Linked DNA regions of Anser cygnoides: regions 1 and 3 are each linked to region 2. A link is a contact called in public Hi-C data. All regions are on one chromosome and are shown on one strand. Each heading gives the region's core, a stretch centred on a gene start, on an enhancer-like site or on the middle of the called end of the contact. The rest is flanking DNA. Distances are from core to core; before and after follow the strand shown.

The links. Hi-C and Micro-C count contacts between places; a contact is called where the count stands out from the background.
Region 1: a contact with region 2 is called in a Hi-C map of liver, with 7 times the contacts expected there. The contact joins the promoter of SLC30A5 here to the enhancer-like site in region 2. A contact is called at or near these places in 2 of 7 Hi-C or Micro-C datasets (both in liver).
Region 3: a Hi-C map of liver shows a contact between it and region 2, with 2.0 times the contacts expected there. The contact joins two enhancer-like sites. A contact is called at or near these places in 2 of 7 Hi-C or Micro-C datasets (granulosa cells and liver).

What each region holds. Positions count from the first base shown.
Region 1 is chrZ:77,670,352-77,673,740 of Taihu_goose_T2T_genome, reverse strand. It overlaps SLC30A5 (solute carrier family 30 member 5), which reads right to left and starts at 2,088. Exons shown (of 16, transcript XM_066988663.1): 1 at 1,915-2,088; 2 at 1,479-1,601. The coding sequence starts at 1,988.
Region 2 is chrZ:77,436,329-77,439,607 of Taihu_goose_T2T_genome, reverse strand. It overlaps PIK3R1 (phosphoinositide-3-kinase regulatory subunit 1), which reads right to left. Exons shown (of 16, transcript XM_066987706.1): 5 at 3,043-3,174; 6 at 1,955-2,156; 7 at 1,676-1,755. Among named protein-coding and RNA genes, the nearest start is that of PIK3R1, 38 kb to the right of the region's middle. Within about 2 kb of position 1,492, at least 1 of the 3 cell types and tissues checked has open chromatin away from gene starts, as enhancers often do. A contact at or near this core is called in liver, where this site is marked.
Region 3 is chrZ:77,597,355-77,600,454 of Taihu_goose_T2T_genome, reverse strand. The region is part of intron 2 of LOC106042080 (a long non-coding RNA gene); the gene reads left to right. Among named protein-coding and RNA genes, the nearest start is that of SLC30A5, 73 kb to the left of the region's middle. Within about 2 kb of position 1,569, at least 1 of the 3 cell types and tissues checked has open chromatin away from gene starts, as enhancers often do. A contact at or near this core is called in liver, where this site is marked.

The DNA of each region.
Region 1 (3,389 bases), core at 839-3,338, 230 kb before region 2:
CTGGTCAGTTTTACATATAAGATCTTTGGGGAGCAGTCAATGTCCTGTCCTGAATAGGCCCTGAATCCAAATCAATGCCCTGAATTGGAAGGGACCCACAAGAATCAGAGTCCATCTCCTGGCTCCACAAAGGACACCCCAAAATCAGACCATGTGTTTGAGAGCATTGTCCAAATGCTACTTGAACTACAGCAGGTTTGGTGCTGTGCCCACTGCCCTGGGGAGCCTGTCCCAGTGCCCGACCACCCTCCAGGTGCAGAACCTTTCCCTAACACCCAGCCTGACCCTCCCCTGTCCCAGCTCCATGCCGTTCCCTCAGGTCCTGTCGCTGTCCTCAGAGAGCAGAGCTCAGCGCCTGCCCCTCCGCTCCCCTCGTGAGGGAGCTGCAGGCCGCCATGAGGCCTCCCCTCAGACTACTCTGCTCTGCGCTGAGCAAACCAAGGGACCTCAGCTGCCACTCATACACCTTGTCCTCTAGACCCTTCACCACCTTTGTAGCCCTCCTTTGGACGCTCTCTAACAGTTTTATGTCCTTCTTTTATTGCACTGCCCAGAACTGCACACAGTACTTGAGGTGCGGCTGCAGCAGTGCAGAGCAGAGCAGGACAACCACTTCCCTTGGCAGTCTAGCAATACCATGCTTGAACAAATCTACCCTTGCCTTACAAAAATCAAAATAATTGATCTCAGAAAGGTTTTTTAGGAGAATGTTGGTACAGCACTAATAATGTACCTTCTGTTAGCAAAATACATGCAACCAAAGGCCTCCTCACATACTGAATGCTGACTACAACGTTCTGTTAGAAATGACAGAAAACAAGACGTTTCTTCCTGAACTGTGATCAAGGATAAGTGATGGAGAAAAAAAGACCATGCTATCTGGGAACACACTACCAAAAAGCCAAGAAACGTCAACAAATTGAAATAAAAGGGAGAAAATGAAGTCCCAAACATTTCAGTGCTGCCAACCTTAGAAACATTTCAACCTTAGAAAAATTTCAGTGCTGCCAACCTACGGAAATGCTCTTCCACATCGTATCATCTGAACATGAAGTAGGACCGTGCATGTAAGTTATCAAAGGCTGGTTCTGTATACTTGCTATCAATTTCCACACTTTAATTGTCAATCAGGGAAAAATATCAGTTGAAGCTTGTAAGAACTACAAGAATACAAGTTGTACAAGAAAGCACTCATCTTTTACACCTTAGGAAAATTCGGACACACTTAGGTTTTCTATACCGAGTACTATCATAAACCATCAATTCTTAAGTAGCCCTCTGCAGCTTCTGAAATTATTACGAGTGCAGATAAGAGAGCAAAACACTGGTGCGATCAGCACCTTTCCTTGATCCACCTCCAAGTCCTTTCCTCCTTGATCGCTCCACAACAACACAGCGCCCAGTACAATCTCAACAAGGACCCTGAACCCGCAGCCAAAGCGTGCTGTACTGACAGGCGCCACCTCCGGCACACTCACCCCAGCTTCACCACGAAGATGAACTGCACGAGGTGGACCACCTTCAGCAGGTCGTAGGACTCGAAGAGCCCCACGGCCTTCAGGAACTTCGCAAAGCACAGCAGCACGACGTACCGGGTCAGCCTGCGGGAGAGGGGAGAAAATCAGCACCGGGGGCTGCCATATCCCCTCCAACCCCCTCCACACACCCTCCAAGTCCACCCCCCCCAACCCCCTCCACACACTCCCCAACCTTTTCCACACACCCCCAATCCCCTCCACACCCCCTCCACACATACCCCAACCCCCTCCACACACCCCCCCAACCTCCTCCACACCCCCCAAGCCCCCCCCCTCACACCCCCACCCGCCTCACGACCCCCACCCCTCAAACACCTCTCGAGTGAGGCCCTGTCCCCTCACCCTCCTCCCGCCCGCTCCCCGCCGCGGCCGTTACCGTGCGCTGGGCACATCCACGGGCCCCAGCACGCCGCCGGCGGCCAAGGCCTGCCCGCTGTACTTCTCCTCCATGGCGGGGCGCTGCGGCCCGGCCCGGGCCTCCCCCGCCGCGGGGGCGCCTCAGCCTGGGCGCCCGCTCCTCGACGCCGGCGCCGCCGCCACCGGGCTCTGCGCATGCGCCGCGCTCGGGGCGCAGGCGCCGCCGCCGCCACGTCCGCAGCCGCCGGAAGCGCTCAGTGCTGCGCCGCGGGGAAGGGGGGGGGGACGGCGGCCGCGCGTCAGGGCGACCCTGCGGGAGGGGCGGGGTTTGGGCGGGAACGGGGGGCTGAGGGGGGCGCCATCTTGGGTGCGTGGGGGGGGCGTTCGGGTTGTCTGCGGGAGTGGTCATTAAACGTAAACGTAATAAACTGGAATGGTTCTCTGAGTGGTCATTTAACATAAACATAGTAAACTGGGAGGGTTATTTGTCTCCCCAGCTCGTTTCTTCGGGTATCGCCAGCTCGCTTCTACGGTCAGCCCCGGTGCTGGCAGCGTGCAGCAGCATACAGCAGTGCAGAAAGCTTCACCTTCTCTGTCCCCTGTGTTCCCCTGCACCCACTGGGACCCACACAGGTACCAGGCACAGCCTCCAAAGTCCCTTCCTCAGGTCCCTGGCTGTGGTTTGTGCCCGGGTTAAAGAACTGCTCAGCCCGATGTCAAAGCTCTGGAAGTAGGTGGCCACACTGAGGAGTCAAAGAAGGATATTGGTGGGGTCGTACTCTCTCATTGCTGGGGCAGAAATGACAGCCAGACTCGACACAAGATACAAAGCATCCCCTACTATCTCTGCAGCAGGCAGAAAGCAATGACTTACAAGGGGGAATGGGAGCAGGTTTCTGCTTGTGGTGGCAGGTGAATCCCCTCCCTGCCTGCCTCAGCTTCCCAGGTGCTTGTATACAACAGGTGTGAGGCCCTGGAGCTTGGGGGCTAAGTCATCAAACAGTGCTGCGGATGATGATCTAACCAGGGCATGTCAGCCTACCATTGTATTACAATGACCTCTGTTAAGAAAAAAAAGATAAAATATCTTGCATGTATATCACAGAGAGATTTGCTAGAGATTTTTTGTGACCGTGGCTTTCACACCCTGTACTCAGATCTTCTCCTTTACTTTTACTGTCCTTCAAAGGAAGCATGTTTGTTCTTAAACTTGTACATAGTCTATGCAGCCTGTCTTATCACAGTTTTGTATGCTGTGTGATGTAGTAAAGTAAGAATCCAGTTGGGCTCAGCAAGTTTAAGCATTTCCAGTGTCCTGAAAATGGGACTGGATTGTACTCAGATGTACATTGCAGCTGTTACCACTAGCAAAAGGGTAAAAACCAATAGTTTTCATTTTTGAAGGAGGCTGTGCTGGCAGGAATCTGATAGAATAGATAGTAGTAACCAGCTGCAATGTGTTATATCACCCCTTTCCTTCTGAACAAGCTGGTC
Region 2 (3,279 bases), core at 243-2,742:
TGCAGTGTCATGATTTTAATGGTTAATGAAATGTCAAACCCTATAAATCTGATTGATACAGCCACATTTCTTCAAGTACTCTAACGATACTCTCAGGATGACTACACTTCGTGTCCTCATTAGTAGTTCTAACATCAACACCTTTCACTTTTATATTTTCCTCATAGGAAGCAACTCAGAGCTATATGCAACTAAGTGATCTCTTAAGTGCAACTTAAGAAACTCTCACTATTGACCCCATCTTTGTAATGCCCCACCCAACCGGTGCCTCAAGCCATGTAAATTTACATATCCTGAAGCATTTGCAAACACATCATTTCAAAAAATGCTGTTATCAAACTCTGTAGAATATAGAGGTTTCAACAGTGTATTTTGCTTTTTAAGGCTTGAAACACATGGCAAAGATACACTCATTCTTTAACAATAAGCAGTTATTTGCTGCTTAATAAGGTAAGACAAGTAGTTGTTAAAAGTTTGGACTCTGCTGGTTGTTATGAAACATTAGGAAGGGAAATACACTGTGTTTCTAGAAATGCCTCCTTAACTATTTTGAGAAAATTGAAGAAAACCAAGGAACTATAAATTAGCTGAAAATACATGTACACTAACTGTTAGGCAAAGGTTCCTAACAGAGCTAGGAAGGTTGGAAAAACCTTTCAATCACAGCAGTAGGAACAGAAGTCTTTGTTTTAGCCACTTAAAATTAACCTTCATTAGTTGATGAAGGGGCTTATATAATGAACCTACCAGAAATACCAGTGATAATGCTTTTTTTTGTTGTTCTGTTGCTGTTTTTCTGCTGCTGTGTTCTAGCTCTTCAAAACATAAGCAGCCCTACAAATCTTACTGCCATGAACTTTACCTTGTACTGTCAATAGAGGTGGGAGAGCTATAACATGCCCAGGGTTCTATTCACTATGGCCCCATCCTTTGCTTAGATATTCTTTGTTAATAAGCTGTAAAATGAATTACCTCAAGCTAACATACAAAGTCCCCCTGCATTAATAATTTCCTTTTCACACAGAAAGCAACTCTGCCTTCCTCCTACCAAATATTTGATTTAAAAACAGGGATTTTTGCATAAGTTAGAGGTGTGTTTTACTGTTCGTTAACTAAATTAGATGCTAACTCACGGAATCAAAATAAGTGTAAACTAATTTTCTTGAATGGGGTTTTAATATTTTCTGCACAGTTTATTGATACTGATTAATAAATCTTTTGAGTCTCTGGATTAAAATAATAAATATATGTAAGTAAAGGGGAAAATCTCGATTTTTTCAGATGATCTCTATGGGGTATTGTAGTTCAAGAAAATTTGTCTGGGAGTAGAGTGGCAGTTAACTAAAATCTTCAGAATATACTCCTCCCACCCCTACCACTGTATGATACACATTTTACTGGTTTACAAAAATTCCTATTTTTTAACGAAAAAGAAAGGAATACCATGAGGCTGTAGAAACCATGGATACTAAACTGATTTTAATAAAAAAGACAGTTTCTTATAAAACAAATGTTGCACCTCACTATGGAAAATATAAATAACTTGGTTCTGTAATTATCTACTTTTGCATTGTTTCATTAAAAAGAAAAACAATGAACATTTCCTGTCCTTAAATACAAACTTAAATATTAAAGAAAATAACACCATAAAACTTTTAAAATTAGGAATTTTTACCTGGTACAGGTTGTCTCTCATTCCATTCACTTGTGATTAAAACCTCTAGGATCTTTACGTGGTGTTCAGTATTATCAGAGCTGCAAGAGATGGATTAGACAGTAAGAAACAGGAAAAATACAGAAGTTTACATTAGTGTTATTCAAAAGAATTGGAAAAAAAATACAATAATGCCCTCCACATGGGAAGTCAGGCCAGAAAATTAATTCATTAAACTTGTTTTCGTATGTAGTTAACCCAAGTTTACAATACAGAATATAATAAAGATGTCCCACGTACCTTGCTATCTGGAATTTGAAAAGCAGAGGGCTGAAAATTTCAGCTAGAGACCTTGCATTCAGGAGGTTTTTGCTGGAGGCTTGACAAAGTCTGAGGAAATGTTTGAGCAAATATTGGAGTGTGAGCCAATACTGGGGAGGTATATTTGGAGATCTGATGAGTTTCTTCAGCAACTGAGCATATTCCTCTGAGCTCTGGACTTCTGCAAGCAAACAGATAAAAGGCTCTTGATATCAGAACAAGAATATTTAACAAGTAAAATGTAACTATATATGACCCTTGCAAGCGTCAATTTTACAGAAAAATAATAAAAATTTTGTCCTTCATGAGTGCTGCAAGACTTGTTTCTTCTTTTGAAAAAAGTGAAATGCTCAGGGAAAAGTAAAGAACAAGTATTTAAAAGTCAAATGGAAACAGATATGCATTTTGGTAAAAACCACAATGTGTTCAGAGTGTGCTGGTAGAAGTCTGTCTTGTGTTTAGCGTCACACATGATTGGGTAATTCTGAGATGCACAAGATAAGTCTCACAGGTGCTGCTCTAACTTTGAAGGTTACCAGTAGCAATATCCTGTCCTGGGACATATAACAGAATACAAGGCCCATGAGCGGAAAGCCTGTAAGTTGTGCTTGTTTGAAACGACCACTATGGATGATGAATCTTACACGCCTGCATTTGTCACTTCATAATCTGTTAACTCCCAACACACTGCAGAATACCATGACCTCTAATACGTTTACTTTGTCAGCACTGATAAAAAGTTAAAAATTAGCTTTCTGCACACAGATAAGTCCTTGATTTCCCCCCCCCAGTTTTTCTATAGTCATTCTACCTCCCAAAATGCAGAGAACAGGGCTATCCCTATACTTTGCATTATGTTAACTTAAATGGATAAGTAAATAATGCATGTCTAGATCTGAACTGAAACAGCTTCCACCAAAAGCAATGAAGGTATCTATTTTTTTCTGAGATTCTGCCAGGTTGTTCAGAATCTTCCATGTTCTATGGGGGACAGCTGGATCACTGGGTGCTCTCAATCCTAACAAAAGCTCCTTTGTTTGACATTTGAAATAATTTGGTGTTCATACCTTGAGCTACAGAAATCATGTCACTGTAAACAGCTGCTGGAATGATGGGATTTGGCAGGTCCAGAAGATATCTCTTGAGAGCATCTGATAAAGTGTGTACATCAAAAGTCTCTAAATCCAATGAAGAGGCATCTAAAGGGAAAGAGCAACATACTTTTTATACATTAGAAATTGGAAGAAATGTACAGGCTTGTGATATGAACTCTTTATACCAAGCCAAAACTGCTAATTAATATC
Region 3 (3,100 bases), core at 320-2,819, 160 kb before region 2:
TTTGAAAAGACATAAACATGGATTCCTGGATTCACAGCCTCAAGTATGAAGCTAAATATCTACTTAAGTTTTTGAGGAATGCCCGTTTGTGAATCACAACAGTTAATTTAATGCTGCATTTTTCTATGTGCCTTAGGTACTGCAATTTGATAAATCCATAACGAACTGAGTCACCAGCAGAACTTTTTCTTCTGTTTCCTGTTACCTCATGACAAAAGAGCAAAAATATGCCAGAGAAGTTTTAGCCAATATGTGTTTGGGGTTGGTGGAATTGATGAAAATCATTAGTTACTGAAAACCTGAAACCATAAACTACTGCTCAGTTTAGTCCTCAGAAAAAGTCAAATATCAAGGGAAAAAGGAAAATAAAAAAGAAATTCATCTCACAGGTACACCAGTTAGACTAATTAGTAAACAACTGCAAAAAAAAAAAAAAAAAAAGCTTTAAAATAAAGAAGCATGAATCATTCAGTGGTTATTAGTTATAACAAAATTTATTTTTTAATTTTAAAAATATCTTCATGTGGTCAGTAGAAAAGTAAGGCAAAACAAGAAGTAGACCAGAATGCAGAATTAAATTTACAGAAACTGTAGACCAATGAAATGAGAAAAATATAAGCTATGGACCAGAGAAATGTGGGCAGAAGCAGACCTCATTTATGGAAAGCATTGATCAGGAAAGCGAGAGTGTGAGGATACTCTGAGCAATGTAGTGTTTTTACTGGATTTACAGATTAATATCTTCCTGGGGTGGGGGGACCTCCCTGTATTCTACATTTCTTACTCTATGTTCAGGATATTAAAGGATTTAGTAATTCCAGTGTGTCAGCTTTTGAGTTTTACCTGAACTCCAGTTATCAGTTAGCAAGTAGTAAATACAAGAAGGACATAGGATGTGATATACTGCCCGTTTATTGCTTCTCCTTATAATGACTTATGCATGACAGTGGCTGATAGCTCTGTGGCCAATTTCTTTAGACAGAAAAAAATTTCTAGAGTGGAACCTGCTCTGTAGAGAGAAATACCTTCCATTTTCATCCTCAAATCCATCCGTTTACACTGAAAAGAAAACCCATGGAAAAACAATTCCTAGATAAATAATAAAACAAACAGAGGTTGTTGCTCTTTTCTTGGGTCTTCATGCTGTTGCTATTTTCAACTGCACAGCAAAGAGCAACACTCTGGAAACAGTAAATGGCTCTGGCTGCCTGATAGTAACCTGGGGCTCCATCCTGCAGAACAAAAATGAAATCTAAGGGCAAAAGTAATGCAGGGTACAGTGCAGGAGAAAACTACTTAGTAAATATTTGTAATTGGGACATTTCTGGAGCATGCATAAGCATGCTAGAAAACTGATAAAGCCCCTGGGACCCTTCCCTGTCTTTTCAGATGAGAACTTGAAAACTCAGTTTTTGCTCAAATGCCCTTACTACAAGTGTATCTTCAGATATGAGAAAAGAGTTGGAAGGGTACAGAGTAACAGATGACAAGTATGTGATAGTGATAAATGGGAAAAAAAAAAGGAGCAATAAAAAGATTGTACTTAAAACCCACACAGTTAATTGGAATCCAGTCAGTGCTTTCTTTCTTGGAAAAAGAATAATAATTTGTCTTCAGCTTTGGCAGAAGAACAGCATGCATAAGAGCAAATAATATTTGAAAGTAGAACAAGCCGACATGGCACCAAGTGAGATAAATGCTTATCTCATAATCATTAACTCCTGGCCTAGCTACTGCTTTGCATTGCCAAAAATTCCGGGGTTGGAGAGGAGTTATACAGGCTAAAAATAATAGTTCCAAGGAGCAGCATCAGGAAATACTTGCAACTGAATTTTTCTGTGATCACTGAAGTACTATAAAAACAAATAAACAAAGTACATCTCCTCTTGGTTGTCCTAAATCACAGATTTGGTGTGATGGCTTCTAAGTTTTGCTGCAGAAATAGCTAATGCCCGTGTTATTCATAAACCAAGTGCCTGCTTTTGTTGGACAATCTTTTCCATCATTACCTGTCTGAACAAAAAATCCCTGCTGTTCCTAGAAGGGAGGGAAAGTGGTCACAGCAGCTTCTAGACAGCAGATCAAAAGTGTTCTGCACTCCTGTCTCAGCACGAAGCCGATCTACTGTGTTAAGCCATCTATTTAGCAAGATAACCATCTGTCCAGAGTAGGCTTGGTGAGGTAATGGTTTTATTAATTTCTTATATTAAGTAAGATGAGCAGATGAGGCTGCCTGTGGCATTCAGATATGAGAATTTGACCTTTACAAAATTATCTGCTTTCGTTTCTTGTGCAAAACATGATGATTTTCAGTGTGTCAGAGGCGTTACTGGATGATTTTTCTCAGGGCTTTGCAGTGAGCATAAGATATCAGGGTGGTAGTTCTGAATTTGTTTTCACATCTGCAGAATAGACACTTTATAATCACCAAAGCTAAAGCAGGAGAAAACAATTTCCTCCAGACTTTTGTATTTCCTCTATGCTGAAGGACATTGATTACAATTCACATGTTCTAACTTTGCTAGACAAAACTAAACTTTCTTTAAAGTCACATGCTTTTGGTTAGTAGAAGCTGTCACTTTCCTTGGTTGTTTGCTCAAAAGCTGCCATGCATCCTGTTTAAAAATGGCTACCTGTTCCTTAGTTGCATTTCCTTCTTAAATTTCCACCTGCTAGTTTTGCCAGAGCATTTCTCCTTGAACTTAAAAGCGCCTCTAGGACTCAGCATTTTCACTGCCTAAAGAAGCCACATGAATGTTGCTTTGCTAAACTGTGCAAATCAAACTTCTGAAGTCTTTCCCTGTACCTCTCTTCCAGCCCTGAAATCATTTATACAGCCCTTATCTTCAGTATCTTGACACTGTCAGCATCTTTTTAGCAATGTGCTAAAGTTGCACAGAATTGTACTTTGAGCAATGACTTCTATATTCATGGAAAAACAACAAAACAAAAAATTATATTTTGGAACGGATTTTAAGGTAAATTCAGTCTCCAGGATAATGAACAGCTAGGTAACACAAACTAAGAAAAAAGAGTTTGTGTTTTATTTTTAATTTATTGTATGTAAATTGTGGAGAATGTTGAAAATGCTGCTACCAAA